Regions from separate parts of the Zea mays genome. Here region 1 is linked to region 2. A link is a contact called in public Hi-C data. All regions are on one chromosome and are shown on one strand. Each heading gives the region's core, a stretch centred on a gene start, on an enhancer-like site or on the middle of the called end of the contact. The rest is flanking DNA. Distances are from core to core; before and after follow the strand shown. Region 1 holds the start of LOC100193919 (Tetrachloro-P-hydroquinone reductive dehalogenase). Region 2 holds the start of LOC100273233 (putative regulator of chromosome condensation (RCC1) family protein).

The links. Hi-C and Micro-C count contacts between places; a contact is called where the count stands out from the background.
Region 1: a Hi-C map of tassel shows a contact between it and region 2, with 4 times the contacts expected there. The contact joins the promoter of LOC100193919 here to the promoter of LOC100273233 in region 2. A contact is called at or near these places in 4 of 25 Hi-C or Micro-C datasets (bundle sheath, ear, leaf and 1 more).

What each region holds. Positions count from the first base shown.
Region 1 is chr2:51,249,291-51,255,290 of Zm-B73-REFERENCE-NAM-5.0, forward strand. LOC100193919 (Tetrachloro-P-hydroquinone reductive dehalogenase) reads left to right here and starts at 2,961. Exons shown (of 3, transcript NM_001138991.1): 1 at 2,961-3,223; 2 at 3,767-3,977; 3 at 4,073-4,837. The coding sequence starts at 3,769. The coding sequence ends at 4,661. It overlaps MIR2118b (microRNA MIR2118b), which reads left to right and starts at 5,626; the gene lies at 5,626-5,743. MIR2118d (microRNA MIR2118d) reads left to right here and starts at 5,818; the gene lies at 5,818-5,965.
Region 2 is chr2:51,018,869-51,024,597 of Zm-B73-REFERENCE-NAM-5.0, forward strand. LOC100273233 (putative regulator of chromosome condensation (RCC1) family protein) reads right to left here and starts at 4,331. Exons shown (of 11, transcript NM_001147675.1): 1 at 4,045-4,331; 2 at 3,589-3,922; 3 at 3,262-3,343; 4 at 2,748-2,903; 5 at 1,552-1,725; 6 at 1,124-1,195; 7 at 695-766; 8 at 499-617; 9 at 298-383; 10 at 123-175. The coding sequence starts at 4,132.

The DNA.
Region 1 (6,000 bases), core at 1,711-4,210, 230 kb after region 2:
GCTACATCATTTGAGCAATTTTCTCTTCTCCTGGCTGCCCTCCTACATTTGTTTGCACAAAAAATTATTACACACACATTTACTATAGTAATATTCATGGCTATTGATATATACACATGTAACAAAAAAGTATTGCTTACATGTTTTTCAGATCTTGAGCAGTTACCGGTACGTTCTCCGGCCCATCATGCATTTCTGATATAAAATCAACTATGCAATGCTGCGGCACTCGGCTATCATGCATTGCATCTACAAAATTTATGAATTCAGCATCCCTAATTTTGTTGCACGTAAATGTTGTTTCTCTGCTTCGTCAGTTATGAACTCATGGTTATGCTCCAAGTTTACCAGTTCAATTTTTGTAGCTACAACCATTTTGTTTTCATCATCATATATTTTTTTTAATTTTATTCCAGCTTTGCATTGCGTACGCCCCGATGATCTATTCCTCATCCTAGGTGTATCATTTGATTTTGCTGCACTTTTACCTTCACGTGAACAATTTATCCACTTACTGAATGTCTTCTCTCTGTATTTCTTCAGTGGAAATCCAACTTCATATGCATACCTTTTATAGAATTTATATGCATCATCAACACTCTTGAAAGTCATCCCTACCGTTGGCACTATAGTTGGATCAATGTTTTTTGCCTGCTATTTCATTGTCATTGTTGTTTGTACCATGGAATATATTCACAACAATATAATCAATCAATAATCAAATACAGCGATTGGACTTACATGTGAACGCAGTATCTGTGGCGTATCCATCTCCCTGGAGCTAATATTGGACATAGGAGGTCGAACCCTTTGTTCTCCTTCTCCTATGCTCATCTCGGCGATCTCAGGACCCATTAGAGCAGGAGGTGGTGTCACCAGTGAGTTACCACCAACTCCTCCCTCTGTCTCTGGATCAAGACGAACGCCATCTCCTTCCATCACCGGCGACCCTCCAGAGCCGGCCATCTCCAACTCCGATTAGTTATGCAGGCTTAGTGGTCTTTTTTCGAATGAAAGTAAATCTCGGATACTATAAAAGTAACCGCATCCACGTTTACAGGGTCTCCCCATTATTTTCGAAACCGTCCCGATATTATGGCGACGTCTTTGTCAAACTAAAATTCATAATATAAAATTTACGCACAATGACACAACGTTTTACGCCAATCGGTATATACTGTTTATGCATCTATTATGCCGTTTCGGTTTTATGCCATATCTTTCAACATCTTATGCTTCATTTTTTTTACCTTCCGCACATTACTTATCATGCAAGATCCATAATTTACGCGCCCACGTATCACAGTAATCACGTTTGCATGTGGAATCTATTCCCTTTAATTCCGCGCAATTCCCTTACCATTCAAACAACCGCGTCACGGCGCCGTCTGTCCTGCATGCCGCCTCTCAGCCCCACGTTAAAACACAGGCGCGCATGTTCCATCGACCAGACCTCGGGAACCGACCTGGGCTTCCTTTAATATCCGAAGCCTAGGGCTCTCGTTATACTTGCCCTATATATATATATATATATATATATATATATATATATATATATATATATATATATATATATATATATATATATATATATATATATATATATATATATATATATATATATATATATATATATATATATATATATATATATATATATATATATATATATATATACACGGCGGCACTAAAATGCACCTGGGTGCATTCTCTATATTGAATGCACCCAGGGTGCAATAACACTCCGAGCACGCCTCCCCATAAGAGCACGCCCTTGGCCCTTCTGTACGCGCGCCTTCCTGCCTCCCGCCGTGAGTATCCTCTAATTGAAAACTTGAGTCTCTGTTTTTACTCCTTGATTACCATTGCATGCTGTGTTGTTACTCCAGTTGCAACGTTTGTTGCCTGTTGATTGCAACTATGGGTATCCACTAATTGCAAACTCATGATTGCGTGTTATTCTGTAGGATGCAAACATACTTGATGTGTTTGTCCCCAGGGTGCGGCAAACATTTGATACAAGGGAAGAAGCCTACCTCTTTTACCTTGACTATGCAAAGTTGGCTGGTTTTAGTGTCAGGACAAAGAGGTGTAATTGCAACTGCTGGTGTGGTGTGATTGCAACCCCGCATTAGGTGTGATTGCAACTGCTGTATAATTCTACCCAAATATCCGTTAAAAATGTAAACAAAATGATTGCAACTGCTGGTGTGTTGTAATTGCAACTACTTGTGTGGTGTGATTGCAACTGCTGAGTTGCTCTGATGTGATTGCAAGTACTGAATAACTCTGGGAAATTTTGTTAAAAAATATGATTGCAACTGTTGGTCTAGTATAATTGCAACTGTTGGTCTGGTGTGATTGCAACTTCTATATAACTAGATGCAACTGCTGGTCTGGTTCGAAAATTGTAGCATTCTGTCGGGAGCGTGCGGGAGGGACGAAGACGAAGCGTCGGTTCGGCCTGGGTGGGGCGGTTGGCTCGGACCAGGTGCTCCTGGCGCGTAGGTTCGGCCTGGGTGCATTCTCTATATTGAATGCACCCAGGTGTAATATATAAATACAGTGTATATATATATATATATAAGTTTTATATTTTTATTGAATATAGATCTGAAACCCGATAAAAACTGAAAACGAATTTAAATACATTTATTTAGTACATACTCTCTCCGTTTCGTTTTAGTTGTCGCTGAATAGTGCAAAATTAAATTATTCAGCGACAACTAAAAAGAAACGGTGCGAGTACATTAGAAATAAATATGAATATAGATATCTATATTACAAGTTTTTACAAATTCTGCCTCGCTGGCCACGCTGCGGAAGGAAAAAAAACGCGAACCCGGGCGAGCCGTGGTCGGCGGCGAGTTCCCTTTCCCGGGGGCCCGCAGCGAGGTGTCTTGGATAGCCCAACCTCTCCCCAGGTCACCGACCAGGCAGGGAGGTGTCGTTGCGATTGCGAGGACGCACGCAAAATGGAAGAAGCTTTTGCATCGACCCAGGCCGTGAAAAGGTGCCAGTGAGGACGAATCCAACCACACGCCCCCACTCGCTTGAAACTGCCGCAGAGCCCCGCAAAGGCAACGACTGAAACTGCTCCGGCGACTACGAGCGCACCTAAACCCCGCCTGCGTCTCGTCGCCGAGAAGAATCTTCGCCTTCGCGAAGCCTCTCCATCTCCCCTCTCCGCCGCCGCCGCCGCTTCCTCGCCGGGACTCGGGAGGTACGCTCTTCAGGTCCTGTATCCGGTTGTGTGTGGCGTTGCGCGATTGCGGTAGTTCGGTTGTCCTGTAGCTGTAGTGCTATAAGACCAATTGCGAGATCAGAGAAGTGCGGTTTTCTTCCCCTTTTCACCTCTCCTTGTAGCCAGTACACAGAGGGATTGTTCCCCCCTTGATTCTCATAATAATTCATGGCTGTTATAGTAGGGCTCGCCAGCTTTGCAATCTAAAGCCGGTGCCAATTAACGATTGCTACTATTTTTTTTCATTAGGACTGACACAAACAGATGTACTTGTGCCTGGGTACCCATCTTACCATTCCACAAATAAACTGTGGATAAAAATATACAGAGCAAACGAACAAACTTCCTGTTTATTTTGTTGTTATTTTTATTGCAATATATATTTCGATCCCAGACAGTAATTGACTCTGATGAGTTGCAAGTTTCTCCATAATATTCGAGGATCTGGACAGGAAAAGTATGATTGTCACGAGGAATTGATACTAAGTTACTAACCGCATCTTTATTTTGCTGCTAATACAGCAATGCAGCTGTACCACCACCCCTATTCGCTGGACAGCCAGAAGGTACGGATGGCGCTGGAAGAGAAGGGCATTGACTACACATCTTATCACGTCAATCCACTCACCGGCAAAAACATGAATGTGGACTTCTTTCGCATGAACCCTTCCGCGAAGCTCCCTGTCTTCCAGAATGGAGCGCATGTCATCTATCGCGCTATCGATATTATTCAGTACGCCCCTTCTTTTTTATGTATTGGAAATATCTGAAACTTGGCATTCTTCTATTGTTGTTGCTAATGTTTATATGCACTTTGCATTGTCATAGGTACATAGACAGACTTGCAGTGCATTTAAGTGGTGAAATCCCCCCTGTGAACACTGAGGTCCACCAATGGATGCAGAAAGTTGATGCTTGGAACCCTGAGATGTTCACCCTCACGCACACCCCGGCCAAGCACCGTGCGTTTGTCTCCAAGTTCATAAGGCGGGTGCTGATTGCTCGCATGGCTCAAGCCCCTGATTTAGCCAGCATGTATCATGTCAAGCTCCGTGAGGCTTACGAGACGGATGATAAAGTGAAGGACCCTGACATCATGAAGCAAAGCGAGGAAGAACTAAGCAAACTCCTTGATGATGTCGAAGCTCAGCTCGGCAAGACCAAATATCTCGCTGGCGATGAATTCTCACCTGCTGATTCGATGTTTGTCCCTGTTCTTGCGCGCATAACTATTCTGGACCTTGATGATGAGTACATCAACTGCAGACCCAAGATACTTGAGTACTACAATTTGGTGAAGCTACGGCCAAGCTACAAGATTACCATTGGCAGATACTTTAGTGGGTGGAAGAAGTACCGGACTCTCTTCAAGACATCTTTCTTCCTTTGTGTTCGAACCCTGTTCAGGAAGTACTAGATAGTTCGGCGGATGAAATATCTGAATCAGTACCTTGTGAACTGACATGTATAGTGAGTTTCGGTTAAAAAATAAACTGTATATCTTCCATGTGCCTTTTTGTGGTCTTGAGTTCATTTTTACCTGTAAAATCAATATGTTTGTTTGATTATATATTTCTGCTTCATGTTGGATGCAAAAATGAAGGTTATAGAACTGTATACAGAATAGGACTAAGTATATATTTTGGATTTATCACTTGTTCTAGTCCAATTCATGTCTAAAATAAATTGTTGTTAGCTTGTGATTTTGGCATTGTCTAATTGTTTCCCTAATTTATAACTTCACCAAGTTATTATGTCTTTTTTCCTTCTATCTTCTAATTGCTTTTAAGGGAGGTTATCCCTGATACTCTAATGCACAAGGTATGTTCTATCTATCCTTTCAGCCCACTCCTATCATACTTAAGTGCAAGTTCTATGACACTCTGATATTTTCTTTTCCATTCTAAATGCAGGCTTTGATACTGATTGGCATTTTAGATATGACCATATAGGAAGCCAGTGGCAAATCTAGCCAAACATATCGTCGAGGTCATCAGGATTAGCTTCACTATATAATACATTTTTTTTGAATTTTAATAGTGCTTTGCTAAATGATTTATAAATTTTATCAGGGTCGCTGACCTCGATAAACACTCCTAAATTCGCCCCTGAGGTAAGCATAAGATCTGCATGTGCTCTACATTTAAAATGCAGTACAGTGGCCTGACTATCACATGCTCCTTTTGCTCCAATGATGTACCATGGCCCAGGTCTGTACTTTGTTTTCTCTGCATAATGTTTTCTCCAGAGTACACTACAGGTCTATATATACCTCAGAGAGAAGGTTTTCTGTTCAACAATCCAAGTTTCTTTGCTGTGGAGCATATGGAAAGCTGTAGCTATAGGACTTGAGAGTGAGCTGGGAAAGGGAAGAGAGGGCCTAAGAGCAGTGGGAATGGGAACATGGAGGAAAGCCCATCCTGTTGGTTTCCTCCTCCAGAAACCGAGGTGGAAGCTTGGTTCGGTGTTTCCCGATGCCTCCCATTCCTATTGTTCTTAAGCACTTCATCCTTTTCCTTTTGGCTTACTGTGCATCCAAATTATGCTCCTATTTGGATGGGTTGAATTTGAGAGTGAGCATGGAAGAGGAAGAGAGGGTCTAAGAGCAGTGGGCATGGGAACACGGAGGAAGGCCTATGAGTGGAAAGCTCATTTTGGGTCTTCCTGATGCCTCCCATGCCTATCGTTGTTAGGTGCTCCTTCCTCTTGCTTTTGGCTCACATGACATACACGATGAGTGTTGTGCCTCCATTCCT
Region 2 (5,729 bases), core at 3,081-5,580:
TCTTTTTTCTCTGTCTGTCAGTGTTCTCGTACGCGCGCGTGTGTGTGTAACTAACTAGTGCTGCAGTTTAAGCGATTCGCTTCAGAGTTCAGACAACACGCGCGTCAACTGATCGAACTCACGTTCTCGTCAGGGACTATGGCGTATCGTTCTGACGGCGACACCCAAACTTTGGCTGCAGGAAAACAGAGAGACACGTCAGCTAGCTGCCTGCCTCGCAAGAAGCATCTGCGGCCAGCTAAAACTAGCCACTAGAGAGTAGAGAGAGTCAAGCCAAGGTCCGACGACGAACCAGACCTGCGAATGGGGCTGCCGTGGATGACTCCAGCTTCTTGCAGGCAGAACCGTCTGAGCTCAGGGCATCGATCAGCACAGGCGTGTTCCTTCAGGATGATGAGACGTTAGTTGTCAGATCAGATCAGATCAGCACAGGCGTGTTCCTACAAGGGGCGGGGGAAGACATAGACACTGAGAGCTCGCGCGCGGGGTAAGAACCACCTGTCGACTATTTCACCGTTGCCGAGCTGTCCGCTAGTGCCCCTCCCCCAGGAGAAGACATTTTTCTTCTCGGAGAGGGCCAGAGTATGCCTCCATCCGCATGCAACCTGGGAGATTTTCTGCGGCAAACCACATTTTGCTTGAGGAAAAAAGTCGGCATTACGCGCTAGCCCTCCCATATATAAGCACGCCATACCTGATCCTCTGGAAAACTGACTTGTCCGGGGGAGCTGTGGTCGTCGTTGTTGCCGACTCCGACTTGTCCGAACTGGAGGATCAGAATAGGAGAAGCGTTCAGTGTTAAAAAAACCCGCATGGGAAAACAGAATACAGTAGAGATGGAACGCAAGCAAAGCTCTGCATAGCCATGTGCCTAGATTGTACGTAGTTTGAAGTTGTGCCAAGATGTGTCCTTCTTCTGGAGAAGAATGGTGATTTTGCAAGTAAGCAATAGTGTTCGTAGTCGTAGGAACAAGAACAGTGTTCGTCTGAACTCAAGTTTACCTTTTTTTTATTTATCGATAAAAAGTAGTACATTGATAGAATTTTGCATGTGCGGTTTGAATTAGACACCAATAATTGGGTACCAAAGCAAGTAGAGGCACACAGAGATGATGATAACGACCTTGTTCCATCCCCATCCGTAAAGCTTTCCCTCTGATGTAAGTGCCATCGTATGCCTCCAGCCGCCTGAAATCTAAATCACAAGAGCTTGCGTATGTAAACCTTCTGTTCCAAGGCTCAAATAGTCAGATAGTAATAAAGACCTGAGGACACGCTGATTTATTCTGACAGGGACATTTTGTCTGGGACTCTCGGCTAAGTAGCATAAGATATATTCCCATTTGTTTGGGGGTTTCCCTAAACTTTTAATGTTAACTTCACTACATATACCAATATGTAAAAAAAAAGATTCTTCAAGCCACCAGTATAAGGTATGTCTATGTCAACCTGTGCATGGAAGTATGGAACCATCATCTTTCTAAATCCTAGCAAAGCGAAAATGAAGTTCTTGAAACCATGTCACGGAATGTTTGTACAAGGTATATTTACCTGGGATATAGTGCTATCTTTCAAAGCTTCTACTTTATGTGGAACTAAATGATCTTCAAAATCACCATGCCCTAGCTGACCATATTTGCTCCAACCATAAGTGTACAGATTACCAGAGTCAGAAACCGTAATTGTATGGCGCCATCCACATGCCACAAGCACCATCTTCTCACCCTACAGAAGGGCAACGTTAGAGTTCAGAAACTTGGAAGTTGGAACAACAGAACAAAGAGTAAAAAAAAGACTATCTATGGGAAGAGGACCTAAATGGCCACATCTTTGTGACAGTTCCGTTAACTTATTTAAAGTGTAAGTAAGATAAAGCTGCAGGGAATACTGAATCTTATTTGACATCTCATTGTTGTTGAGTTATTATTAATGATTAGGGTAAGGAGTGCCCTTTTCACCTACAACTGAACCATAAATCAAATATTTAGACTCTGGTCCGTGCTTGGATGATGGCAGACCAGTGCTAGTGCTTTGCTTTATCAGGATTGGAAAAGGTAAAATGGATGCACTCCATGCTTATGATTTCGAAGAAAATCACCAGCATAAGTTTAGACAAGAACAGAGAGTTCTTCAATCAGCTGAAAGAATTTTATGCATTTGATGGTTTCTATCAGGGCAAAAAGGACTCACCCCTGACACTGTTTTTAACCGAGGGATGTTTCAAGACGACAACATCCAGCGTGATTTTGACTCCCTGCTTTTGCTTGTCAGGTGGATGGTCTGGAAAGAAAGGAACACCTGACTGTTGTTTGGCGGCTCAAGCACCACGCCTACAGAACTAAACACAGCTGATGGTTCTCTTATGAGTACACCTGACTGTTGCTTAGAGCTAGGGTCCTTTTCAGAAAGGTCACAAATGTGCTATGTGTAACATAAATTGCTGTAAACACTGATGTGCGCCCTTAACTCGGTAATCCGGTGATTAGCATTTTGACTTCTGAGGCTTGTACTTCACTCAACTTCTTAATGAAAAACATGTCACAGCAGTAAGTCACAGCTAAACATATGCCCAGCTGACATGTCTCAGAAACCAAGTGAGGAATAAGGAGCTCATTCAGTTTTTGTAATATGTGATTGATTTTCATGCAGTATCAAGTGATGTAGGTGTTAGTAGACTTTCAGATACTTGGATCTGTTGATTCTAAACTGGAAAAAAAAGACAGGCCGGGCCAAATTAGATAATTTACCTCCACAGAAGATACTTTTTCAGGAAGCAAACGGTCATTACGGTCACCAAGACCTAAGTTTCCATATCGACCCCAACCCCATCCGTAGAGGTCACCGTCTTCAGTTACTGCAGCAGTATGTTCGGCACCGGCAGCAATCATTTTCACGCAAACACTCTACAAACGTAGGACCATTAGCACAGGACATTGAACAAACAGTGACAGTTCTGTTCCAGAAGAAACAAGGTGGTATGGGTGACTGGCCAACGTTCACATCACCATTACTGAGGAACATAATGACAGCACATACATGGTATATCTCATGAGTATAGTAGTTTAGCTAATAGAGTGTTGTGAACCAAATCATAGTTATTAAGATGCGCATCAAAAACTTTGACTTGCTACTCATGATTTACAATTTTACATACATGTTTTATGCATAGCATGTTTGCCCTAGTGCAAAATGGTAGTCCTAAAACTTCCCTATCATGATCCAGATCACTCTGTATGAAGATTTCGTTATCCCCTTTGTTACCTCAAAAGCCTGAATCTTTTGTGGGAGCAGCGAGTCTTCAGTGGTTCCAAGGCCTAGCTGTCCGTTTTGGTTACGGCCCCAACTACGATACGAATAAAGGAAGGGATAAGGCTTAGTATATACTCCCAACAAGTTATGCGGAAAACTCAAGAAGACCGACAGAACACAATGATGTGAAACTTGATAGCACTGCTTATAAAAAAATCATGAATAGGCTTAGGGAGTGTTTGTGTTAGTTCAAAATTTGTTGGATTATATAATCTGGATAGATTATAATCCCAAACAAACACTTTAGTATATACTCCCAACAAGTTATAACATGCTCACCTCTGCACTTCTCCGGCCATGGTGACGGCAAGACAATGGCTGTCCCCGCAGGCAATCTGTTTGATCTTGAGCCCCTGCAGCGCCTTGACAGGCTGGGGCGTGAAGACGTCGCTGGAGTTGCCGTGCCCCAGCCTCCCAAAGTCTCCCCAGCCCCAGCTGTAGACCTGCAGCTCGTCCTCGGAGTAGGCGGTGGTGTGGTCGGCGCCGCAGATGACGGACGTGATCGCGGGCGCGTCGAAGCCGCTAAGCACCGTGGGCACGAGCCGGTCCTCCGCGTCGCCGTGGCCGAGCTGCCCGTCCTCGCCCCTGCCCCACGAGCACAGGACATTGCCCGCTGGCAAGCAGACACACAAAAGAAAAGCAAGGGGGGGCGGCCACTTGTCAGCGAAAAGCGCAAGCAAGCAACAAGTGACGGTCGTGCTCGACGGAATGCCTAGTCTAGGCGGCATGGCTTACTGAGGAGCGCGACGGAGTGGCTGGCGCCGGCAGAGACGAGCACGACAGTCTGCGGCGGCGAGTCGGGGGCGGCCATGACCGAGTCCATCTCTTCGACCAGGCGGCGGGCCGCGGCGTCCAGGCTAGTCCAGTGACCACCGCGAGGAACGGGAGCTAGCACCGGGGCGCTGGCGGCAGCCAATCCAGCAATCGCGGCGGCGAGCGGGGAGCGGAGGCGGAGTGGGGTGCGCGACCGGGACGCGGGATTTTAAGCAGGGGGTGGGGGGAGGGGTGGAGACCGGCGGGCGCGGCGGCCGCGATGGGATGGGATGGGCGACCTGCCGTATTAATGGCTAGCGTACAAGCCCCACCGGCCCACCCTCACCACCATGTGACGAGACGGCGAGACGCACGCGAATGCCGCCCCGCCCGCGCCGTGCGCCGCTGTGCCTGTGCGCTAGCAAAGGCACTGGCGCTCGCCCGAGCCAGTGGGTTAAGCTCGCTGATTAGCACGTCATTAAGGAGGAGCGGGGAGAGGTGGACGACGACGACGTCGACGGCGGCCAGAGTGCTCCCCTTACTCGCGGGGCCGCGTCTCTGCGGGGCCTGCTGTCATTGTGTAGGTGGCGGGACGGGTCCGGGCGTCTGGAGGGGCGGCAGGAGGAGCGCAGCAGGGCCACTCGTTTTGCTCCCGGAGCGAAGAGACCAGAGCGCGCAACGTCGCCTTCACCAACTTATCTGAGTTTTTAATTCAGCTCGGCCCGGCTCGTCTCTCCGGGCTCCGGCCGCTTTCGTTTCTCCGGAGAAAACGGCTCGGAATCGCACCGGTTTTTCGGTTGCAGGACCAGGGATTTGAGGCAGAGCCCAGAGCTCTGTGGTGCTAGTGATATACTCGCTACAAAGGCAAAGGCAAAGGCAGGCAGGAGCAGGACCTGGATCTCTCCACCTCATTATGGACCGGCGATGTGTTGTTTGTTGATCAATTTGTTCCATTTGCATGGTATCGTATCGCTCGCTGGAAATAAAAACGATGGACCGAGTTGTGCAAGTGGACGTACTGGCGCTACTGCCAGAGGTCCATTCCATTACGCCCGACCCGTGGTCCTTGCCTCCCGTTTTTTCCAACTCCAATTCCGTGCTTGCTAGTCAAGACATATGACTTTTCAACAATTTAGCAAGTCCTGTATTTAGATAGAAAAAAACAATTAGACAAGTCTGTCACAGGTTCACGGGAGCAGGAGTGTAGACCGTAGAGTGAACCAAACCACGGTGCCATTAGACTATCTCCAACACCTTACTCATATCCATATATATATATTCATATTTAAACCCGACTCTAAAAATATTGCAGGTTATAGTGTTTATGGGTAAACTTTAGGATAAAGTGCTGGAGTCGGCCTAATGGTATATTGCAAGTGGTACACATAGACAGGGGGTTTAGATTTGAGAGATGGTCCAAAAAGGAAGTGGATTATAGAGTTAGAAAGAAGATTAAGTCTATAATTGATAATACTCCTTCCGTTTTTTATTTATCATGTTTTAGTTAAAAATGTACTAGAGGGCGACAAATATTCAAGAACGGAGGTGGTACCATATAAAGGCAACGTATATATAATGGCAAGGGAAAGATAAGTTCACAAAGATCGTTCAAGTGATATATTTTAGTATCATATGATCTTGCTCTTGCTATGTGTAACACCCTGAAT